Regions from separate parts of the Mus musculus genome. Here region 2 is linked to region 1. The links are chromatin contacts, called in public HiChIP or PLAC-seq maps. All regions are on one chromosome and are shown on one strand. Each heading gives the region's core, a stretch centred on a gene start, on an enhancer-like site or on the middle of the called end of the contact. The rest is flanking DNA. Distances are from core to core; before and after follow the strand shown.

What was found. HiChIP or PLAC-seq counts read pairs in DNA pulled down with a chosen protein or histone mark.
Region 2: a contact with region 1 is called in an H3K27ac HiChIP or PLAC-seq map of embryonic stem cells, with 6 times the contacts expected there. The contact joins the promoter of Plet1 here to the promoter of Tmprss5 in region 1. A contact is called at or near these places in 4 of 39 promoter capture datasets (the 3T3-L1 cell line, embryonic stem cells, frontonasal cranial neural crest and 1 more) and 2 of 115 datasets of contacts at active chromatin or transcription factors (both in embryonic stem cells).

Annotation. Positions count from the first base shown.
Region 1 is chr9:49,100,075-49,104,429 of GRCm38.p6, reverse strand. Tmprss5 (transmembrane protease, serine 5 (spinesin)) reads right to left here and starts at 1,702. Exons shown (of 13, transcript NM_001359460.1): 1 at 1,607-1,702. The coding sequence starts at 1,609.
Region 2 is chr9:50,493,151-50,497,905 of GRCm38.p6, reverse strand. It overlaps Plet1 (placenta expressed transcript 1), which reads right to left and starts at 3,381. Exons shown (of 4, transcript NM_029639.2): 1 at 3,160-3,381. The coding sequence starts at 3,343. The region is part of intron 2 of Plet1os (placenta expressed transcript 1, opposite strand); the gene reads left to right.

The DNA of each region.
Region 1 (4,355 bases), core at 453-2,952:
AAACTAGATTCTAGCTGGATGTAATGGAAGATGCCTGAAATCACAACACTCTGGAGGTGGAAGAGGAGATCCACAAGGACAGCCTTGGCAACAACAACAACAACAAAGCCTAATTTAAAAAGAAGAAGGAGGGGGAGGAGGAAGAGGAAGAAAAGAAGACAGAGAGGCAGGGGCAAGCAGATCTCTGAGTTTGAGGCTAGCCTGATCTACAGAGTGACTTACAGGAAGGCTATGGCTACACAAAGAAACCCTGTCTCGAAAAGCCAAAAACCAAAAAAATGAAAAAAAAAATGAAGAAACAAACAAACAAACAAAAACTTAAAAATAATTTGGGGTTGGAGAGATGCCTCAGAGGTTAAGTGTAACTGGCTGCTCATTCAAAGGTCCTGAGTTCAATTTCCAGCAACCACATGGTGGCTCACAACCATCTGTAATGGGGTCTGATGCCCTCTTTTGTCATGTAGGCATGCATGCAAATAGAGCACTCATACACACAAATAAATAAATCTTTAAAAAAGAAGGAAAGAAAGGAAGGGAGGGAGGGAAAAAGAAAAGGAGAGGGAAGGGAAGGGAAGGGAAGGGAAGGGAAGGGAAGGGAAGGGAAGGGAAGGAAAGGAAAGGAAAGGAAAGGAAAGGAAAGGAAAGGAAAGGAAAGGAAAGGAAAGGAAAGGAAAGGAAAGGAAAGGAAAGGAAAGGAAAGGAAAAGGTCCAGAAAACAGCTCCATAAAAAGATAGTTCCGTAAAGGGCTTCCATGAAATCATGAGAGCTTAAATTCTATCTGTAGAACCTATGTAAACCCAGGGCCTGGTAGCACTTGATATTAATTCTAGATCTCTGGGGCTTGATGGCCAGCTAGCCTAGCCAAACCAATAAGAAACCAATAAGAGATGCTGTCTCCAGAAAAAGAGAGAGAAAGAGAGAAAGAGAGAAAGAGAGAAAGAGAGAAAGAGAGAAAGAGGGAAAGAGAGAAAGAAAGAAAGAAAGAAAGAAAGAAAGAAAGAAAGAAAGAAAGAAAGAAAGAAAGAAAGAAAGAAAGGAAGGAAGGAAGGAAGGAAGGAAGGAAGGAAGGAAGGAAGGAAGGAAGGAAGGAACCAAGGAACCAAGGAACCAAGGAACCAAGGAACCAAGGAACCAAGGAACCAAAGAACCAAGGAAGGAAAGGAAGAGAAGAATCAAGATAGGTAGCACTTTCTACACACACACAGGCTTCCCTCTTGTCTTAATATCCAAGACATTAGACTTCAAGCCCAGCCTCTCACCTAATCACCTTGTCTCATGCACTGCCCCGCCTCAAAATACAACCTGCCCAAACTCATGCTATAGCCTGAAAACTCAGGCCTCCGATGGAAAGACATCTCTTTGCTATACTAAGTAGGAGTCCATTTTAATGCTTTGCTCAGTACAGCCATGTGTAAACTGCTTTATCAGCCCAGAGTAGCGATGGCAAGAGAAAGGCATCCTCTGGAGAAAACTTCATAGCTTCATAGCTCATGCTAGGATGCAATTCCTATCCCAGAGCTGCCAGAAGAGGCTCTTCTAACAACCTTGCATCCCACAGGGTAGAGGGTGAGCAGGACTGGAGGGATGGCAGGGGCGTCACCTTACCATATGAGTCAGCTGCACTGATATAAGGCAGTAAGTTCTGCTGGGCAGGGTGAGGCTCCTGTCCTCATGTCAGGATTGATTCAACAGCCCAGCCAGTGTGGTTGGAGGATGAAGTCTTCCTGGTTCACACATAGCCCCTCCCCTTGTCTCCCACCCCTACACACATAGACACGCACCAGAGAGACAATGAACTATGCTCAGGGCCCATGAATAGGCCCCCTTGTTGTAGAGGATCAGTGCAAGGGCTGGGCTGGGCCTGGCAGCCCCAGCCCCTGCTATCTGCTAACTGGAAGCTTGGAAACAGAAAATAGGGAGGTGGGGCAGGCTACTGTTGCTTAGCAACCAGGTCTCTTGTGCCAAAAAATGTGTCTCCTGTATATACTAGCACAGTTCCCCTTCTTGCTGACAGGGCTGCATTAAAGAGTGATAGATATTAGCATGTGTGGAAATGTCTCTGAGTTCTATGGAAGCTTCCCAGCAGTCTCAGGCTGTCACCATGTTAGAGCTGACAATGACCATGAGGTATCCATGGTGCACCTTTCTCCTGATTGCTAGGAAGTGAGGCCACCTCACCCAGTTCACCCCTGGGATCCAGTAGCCATTGGTGCGATCTTGTTTCAGTGTTCAAGATAATGCAGCCGATCCCGGGCTGGATCAGGACACACCTGGAGCCATGTCTCTTAAAAGGAGAAGCCAAGGGGCACCAGGGAAGCAGGCACTAGAGTGGGGTGCTCTCCTCCAGTCTGCCGTTCATGGATCCCTCTGATGCATCAATTCGATAGCACAGGCTTTAGAGTCAAATCTCTCCAGAATACAGTTCTCCCACTCAGCCTCCCTGTGAAAGGAGAGTCGTAATACTCACCTCACAGTGTTGAGGTTCAAACCAAATGAGATGCTGAATATAGAACTCTTTCTCTAGTATCACTCGCTTAGATTACTGATATTATGGTGGCCAGAGAACTGAAGGGAAGAGATGGTTCTTATGGTAGATGACCCAAGGTTAGGGACATCTACCCTAGAGCACCTTCCCCAGTCAACTAAAAGAAGGCCAAAAAGGAACGCTCAAGGAACAAATGAAGCTGGAGTTCAGAGAAAAGATAGCATAGTACATCTTACAAGGACTGCTGAAGCTGGTTGGTAGACTGGGAAAAGAAGAAATCACTGATATTCCTGAGCCTTTGCCGATGCATTGATTGACGCAATCATGAAGACAACATTCTCCCCAGGGTGATCTGAGCCTGTGTTCCATTTCCTTGAGCCAGCCAAGGCAGTAGAACTTAGCTGTGTTTATTACTCTTGCTTTTAACTTTACAGCAAGCTAAAGGCTATTTTGAGTGGCTCAAAACTTAGAATGAATATTCGAGAAAGAAGCTAGCTAACTGTATTCTTTTTAAGGTTTATGCCCACATACGTGTCTGTATAAGTAAATGCTATGTGTATGCAGGTGCTACACAGGCCAGAAGAGGGTGTCTGGTCCTTTGGAGCTGGAGTTACACGTGGTTGTGAGCCCCACAGTGTGGGGTGCTGGGAACTGAACTGAGGTCCTCTGCAAGCACAGGAAGCACTCTGAACTGCCAGCCCTACCTGTATTTTGCCTGTGTTTTCTTCTTAGGCTTTGCTAACGTGGGCACATAAAGGCGCCACTAATCGTATTAACTATCATCAGCTTCTCCTCTAGCTGCCCGGGTCCCAGCTGCTCTTCTGGTTCTCTTTTTTCCTGGCTTTTTTTTTTTTTTTTTTTTTTTGAGAAATGTAGTTTTAAATGACTTGTCGCTATTTACATAAAACCAGGCCAGTCCTGAGCACATAGCACTCCACTGCCTCTGCCTCCTGCCTCCTGCCTCCTGCCTCCTGCCTCCTGCCTCTGCCTCTGCCTCTGCCTCTCTGCCTCTGCCTCTGCCTCTGCCTCTGCCTCTGCCTCTGCCTCTGCCTCTGCCTCTGCCTCTGCCTCTGCCTCTGCCTCTGCCTCTGCCTCTGCCTCTGCCTCTGCCTCTGCCTCTGCCTCTGCCTCTGCCTCTGCCTCTGCCTCTGCCTCTGCCTCTGCCTCTGCCTCTGCCTCTGCCTCTGCCTCTGCCTCTGCCTCCTCTGCCTCTGCCTCTGCCTCTGCCTTTGCCCTTTCTCAGGGTTGGGATCAAAGGTGTGTGTCACCACATCTGGCTTGGCTCATTTTTAGCTGAGTAGAGACAAGCAGTTTGAGCATCATCTCCTAAAATATTGTCACTGAAAATTCTGAGTTGCTTGTTTGAGACTCTGCCTCCTCTCTCATCTCCCTAACCTCTTGCCTACCCCACCATTATTATTGTTGAACTTCACCCACACCAACCATAATCTTATCTCTCACTTCTTTTCCTCATCTACTTACTGAACCCATAAGCAATGGTGAAGACACAGAGATCCTACATGACTGACTTATAGACACAGAGGAGAGAACTGGTGGCCAGAGATGAGACTCCCTAGCTAGGCACTGAGGACTTCTAGAGCAGCACTCTTTAGCCTATGAAGTCACACCTACCGTGTGTCCTGAATGAGCCTGGGTATGGTGGTTAAGTAAGTTACAAGCTTACTTATCCGACCCATAGGCTCGGCTAGGAACCTATAAAAATAACTTATTTGTGAAAAGTGAAATTACAATGACATAGAAGCATAGGAGAGTGAGGGAAGAGTGGATTCGTCTGCCCAGAGAGCCCAGAGAGGATGAGACATTTGAGAGAGGGAGGGAAAAAGATGTGGCAACTACAGAAAAGGGTAT
Region 2 (4,755 bases), core at 2,132-4,631, 1.4 Mb before region 1:
TGGGAAATAACATTATCCCTCATAGTAAAAGCTCCTGTTAGGACTAAAAAGAAGATGCTAACACTTGTGGTTCATATCAGATAAACTGTGATTGTTATTACTAATTTAAGCACATTGTATTTCCTCGCCCTGGTTTGCTTTGTCAGGAAGGTCAGCTGGCCCAAATCCTACATGTTCTGAGTCACTCAGAGAGGAGGTGACTTTTGTCTCACATCTCTGCATGGTGGTGTAGCGGAAGGTGATACATAATGGTGTCATCTAGATAGCCCCAATCCTCTCAGCTCTCCATATGTTTTCTCCACAGTTCCTTTTCTGCTTCCCTTTTCACTGTGGGCTCAGCTTTCCTTCCTTCCTCCCTCCCTCCCTCCCTCCCTTCCTTCCTTGTACTTAGGGTCTTTGGATCTGTGACCTCAGTCTCCCTTGATTGGATGCCTTGAGCATTTGGCGGTCAGACCAGACTTCCTCATATAACCTGTTACGTGGGATGTATGCCCGTCTACCTAGAGAATCTAAACCCTCCTGCCATCTCATTCCTGTCTCTTGGCTGTCAGTGATAGTACCCAGCACACTTTCAGGAACCCAAGAGTCCAGCCTCCCTCCTCCAGCTGCTGTCTCCCACCTCCACCACCCTTGCCCCCAGCTGTTCTGCAAAGGCACCTGGCTCTTATCTGACCCACACCTGGGCCTGGTTTGTTCACGTCTGCAGCCTGTCTGGAACCTTCCTTCCCTGTTAGCATTCATCCCATACCCACTTCCACAGCCAGATCTCGCTCACATCCCCGCCTCTGGATTAGCTTACCCTCTTTCCTCCTCATATCTGAAACATTCACAGCCTTTCTCTAGGACTGAATACTTGATTATATTTCATGGTTTCATCAGTCAGCATGCAAGCAGCCCAGTGTTTGGCACCAAACACTTTTGATTGATTCTAACGCCCTGCTTCAGGGCTGGGGCGAACTGTTGCTTAGTAGTAGAGCATTTGTCCAGCATGTTTGAAGCCTTAGCTTCTGTCTCTGGCACTTAAAATAAAAGTCCTTTATCCAGTGGAACTCACTGTTCTAGAAGCTGGAGGGTTGAGGAAGTAGTGTTGACATCCTTGTCCAGAGAAGTGAGCAGAGGCTGACTTAAGCAGTGCCTCAGGCTTCTTTCTTACAGGTCTGAGGGGTAGGGGTGGGGCTGGGGTGAGCCCTCTGAGACGCTGGCTAAGCTGTGCTGTCTCTAGGGTCTGCCAAGCCGTTTATCTGTGGTTTGCTAGCGTTAACACTATGTTGAAACGGTAAAGGGTCTCAAACCAAAGCAAGGAAAGGTGGCTGTCTACAGTAAGCCTGAGTCGGGGCCACTGCACTCCGTAAAGGTATTTGTAAAGCCTTCTTTGTAACTGTAGGTGTGGAATTGGGTCCCTCTCACTCCCATGGACAGAGGATTTTTTTGACCCTCAATTTAGAGCTCAAACACATTTTGGATTGAAATGGAATCTGAAAAAGAGCAGAGCTAGCTTAGGCACTCGAGGAAGCTGAGGTCTTTCTCTTTCCCGAGGCTACTGGGACTTTTGCGGTTGCCCTTCCCCCACCTCCCCCCATTGTCTTGTGTTTTCTCCTTCTTGTCTCCCTCCTTTCAGAAAGGCTCCCACATCTTCATCTTATCTCTCCCTAGTAGACTTCTCTTTTTCTCATTTCAGCAGCAGGCCCTGTCTGTCTCCTGCTGTGCCATCTTACAATCAGGGGCCTGCGATCGCCCTGGCGGTAATGGATTCATACACACACTCACCTAGTGTTCATCTTGAATTACAGACTTATCTTCCCTGCTCTGATATGAAAAGGCCCACTTCCCAAGGGGATGGGACATAGTCCTGTTACAGCAGGAGCATTTGCTTAGTGACCGTCTCCAGGAAACAGGAGAGAGACAAGCAGCAGAGTGGGGAGGTCTGGTGTGGTGGCTCACCTTCCAGGCTGGGACTCTGCAGATCACGCGCACGCAGTCACCATAGTGACCTCTGCAAAGTTTGCTTAGACTAAGAGAGGAAGGGTGGCGTAGGAGCTAAGAAGGCTGGCTGGCTTTTGGCTAAGTTCCTTAGGTTCAAATATTAATTCTGTTGCGTTCTAGTGACCTTGGGTAAAAACTTTACTTCTGTATGCCTTCTTTCTCCCCTGGATAATGGAGGTTAATAATGGCATTTCCCCCTTAGATGTAAGTCATGTTAGCATTATAATGCAGATGTACATAGAGTGCCTCTGTTCCCACAGCACTCTATCTGGAGCAAGCAGGTGGCTGTGGGGGAGGTGGGGTGGGCAGGTGAGAGAGTAAAGGCACTTGCTATGGAAACCTGGTGAGTCTCAGACCCACATGCTCGTGGAAGGAGAGCAGCAACTCCACAACTCCTTCCGGCCTGCGCAAGAGTGAGGGGTCATGCGCATGACTGTGTGCACACACATGCACACACCATAAGGGTGTACACACTTATAATAATAAAAAAAATTTAAAAATCAACTGAAGTTGCTTTAAAAAAAAACCAAATAGATATATGAAGCTTGGTAGGAAAGCATATTTCTTGACTAACAGGTTTGACTAATTAGAAAGCGTGTTTTTAACTTGTAGGTTTGTTGAATCCCATAAGGGAAAGTTATGAAATACTTTCCAGATACTTCTAAGAAAAAAACCATTAGATTAAGATTGAACAACCAGGACTCAAAGATCTTCTACTCCTTGCTGGCAAGGGGTCTCCATCAAGTCAGGCAACACCTCTGCCTTTCAGGCCCCTCACATACAAGGCGGGCTACTGATATCTTCCTCTAGTTTAACTTGGCTTTTCCCATACACTAAGCTCAAGTTATCCTTCCTGGCGTCCCGCAGGGTACAGTCATTCTGTCAAGTGGCTGTAAAAGGACAGTAGACTGCAAGAATTCCCTCAAAAATAAACAATGTCCGCTTAACACAGCCTTATGTTGCCAGGGTGTGATCTGCCTGGGGCTCAGTTTACCCCACCTGCGATTCAGTTACGGACAGGAAACTAGAGAAAAAGTCCTCCGGGTCCACGCTGCCACCTATCAGTCACCACTCCCCACTTTCCATCCTGTCCACACACACATACGGACCGTAGGAAAGTCTGATTCAAGCTCCACCGAGAACAAAGGGGCAACAGAATGAGCGCCTTTGACATACCTGTATAGGTTACATCCCCACCAGAGACGTTAGCCATAGTGCTGATTTCCAAGATGTCGGAGGTGTAGATGTTATCAAGGACCACGCAGGACCCATTATCACTGGCAGAGAGGGAGGGGGATAAGTGCAGAGCCAGGCACAGGAACAGTCCCAGGTGTGGAAGCAAGGAGCGGAGCGACAGCATGGTCCCGGGCTGTTTGGGTTGCAGGGCCTGGCAGTAGTAAGACTAGGTGTGACAGGCTCCTGTTTATATGCTCTGGGGCTGGAGCTTCTGGGTGAGGTCATGCATGCAAATCACCCTCCCTCCCTCCCTCCTGAAAACATTGCCTTCTGGAATTTGGCTCAAGACATTACCTGGATGAATCACCCAGCCTCCACTTTTGTGACCAACGATCCTCTACCAATTCCAGTTTTGCTCAAGAAGAGTTCTGGCCAAATTATTTGACACGGACCCCCGTCTCAGCACCTGCTATCTGAAGAAGTGGGAAAGGCTGGTGAGGAGTGCTAAACACGCCCTAAATAAGTGGAAGTCCTAAATAAGTGGAAGTCCACAGTTGAGTAATTACCACGTAGGTGGTCTGCTTGGAAGGCGTGCTTTCCTCTGTCAGAAACTCAGGCTTGGGTGCCCTTTTTATCTCAGAACATTGCAGAGCTGTTTCTGATGTGACTCCAGTTTCCTCCTCATCTCATGACTAGCCTAGAGCTGGAAAGACTGGAAATTTATTTACCTATTTTTAAATTACATTTGTTGATTTTGTGTGTGGGTCAGGGAGATAGGAGGAGGTTGCAGAGGCCACTGTGTGTGTGTGTGTGTGTGTGTGTGCAGCAGGAGGTCAGAGAACAACTACTTTCAGGAGTCCTTTCTTTCCTTCCATTACATGGGGCCTTTAGGATTGAACTCAGGCTGTTAGGTATATTGGTAAATGTCTTCAGTCACAGCCTAGACACGTGCCTTACTTATTTATTCTTTAGACAGAGGGTCCAATGCACTCCATGCTTGCCTTGAGTTAGTTCTCTGTACATTCGTAGAACCTTGAATTCACACATACACACGCACACACGCACATATATATATATGTATAATTTAATTTTTGAGACAGGTTCTCACTATGTAGCCTTGGCTGGCCTGAAACTTGCCATGCAGCTCTGCTTCCCGAATGCTGGGATTAAAGGTGTGTACAACCACACTCAAGATGTATTTTATTTCTTTACTCCACGTTTGTGTGGGTGGGTGTGGCATCTGCATTGGAGAGCAGTTGCCCTGGAAGTCCAGAGGCACCAGATCTCCTAGAACTGGAGTTATCAGCATTTATGGATGGTTCTGAGAATGGTCCGCCTGTCCTCTACAAGGGCAGTTTAGCTCTTAACCACTGAGTCATAGCTGTGACCTTGAACTTCTGTTCCTCCAGCTTCAACATCCCAACGTTTGGGATTACAACGTGCACCATCACAACCAGTTGAAACCGGCACTGGTGACTGAATCCAGAACTTCCTAAAAGCTAGGCAGGTTTTACCGATGGAGACACATTTGCAGCACCTACAGTTTTATGTATTTATTTGGAAAGAAACATTTAGGTCCACATTGTTCCTGAAACT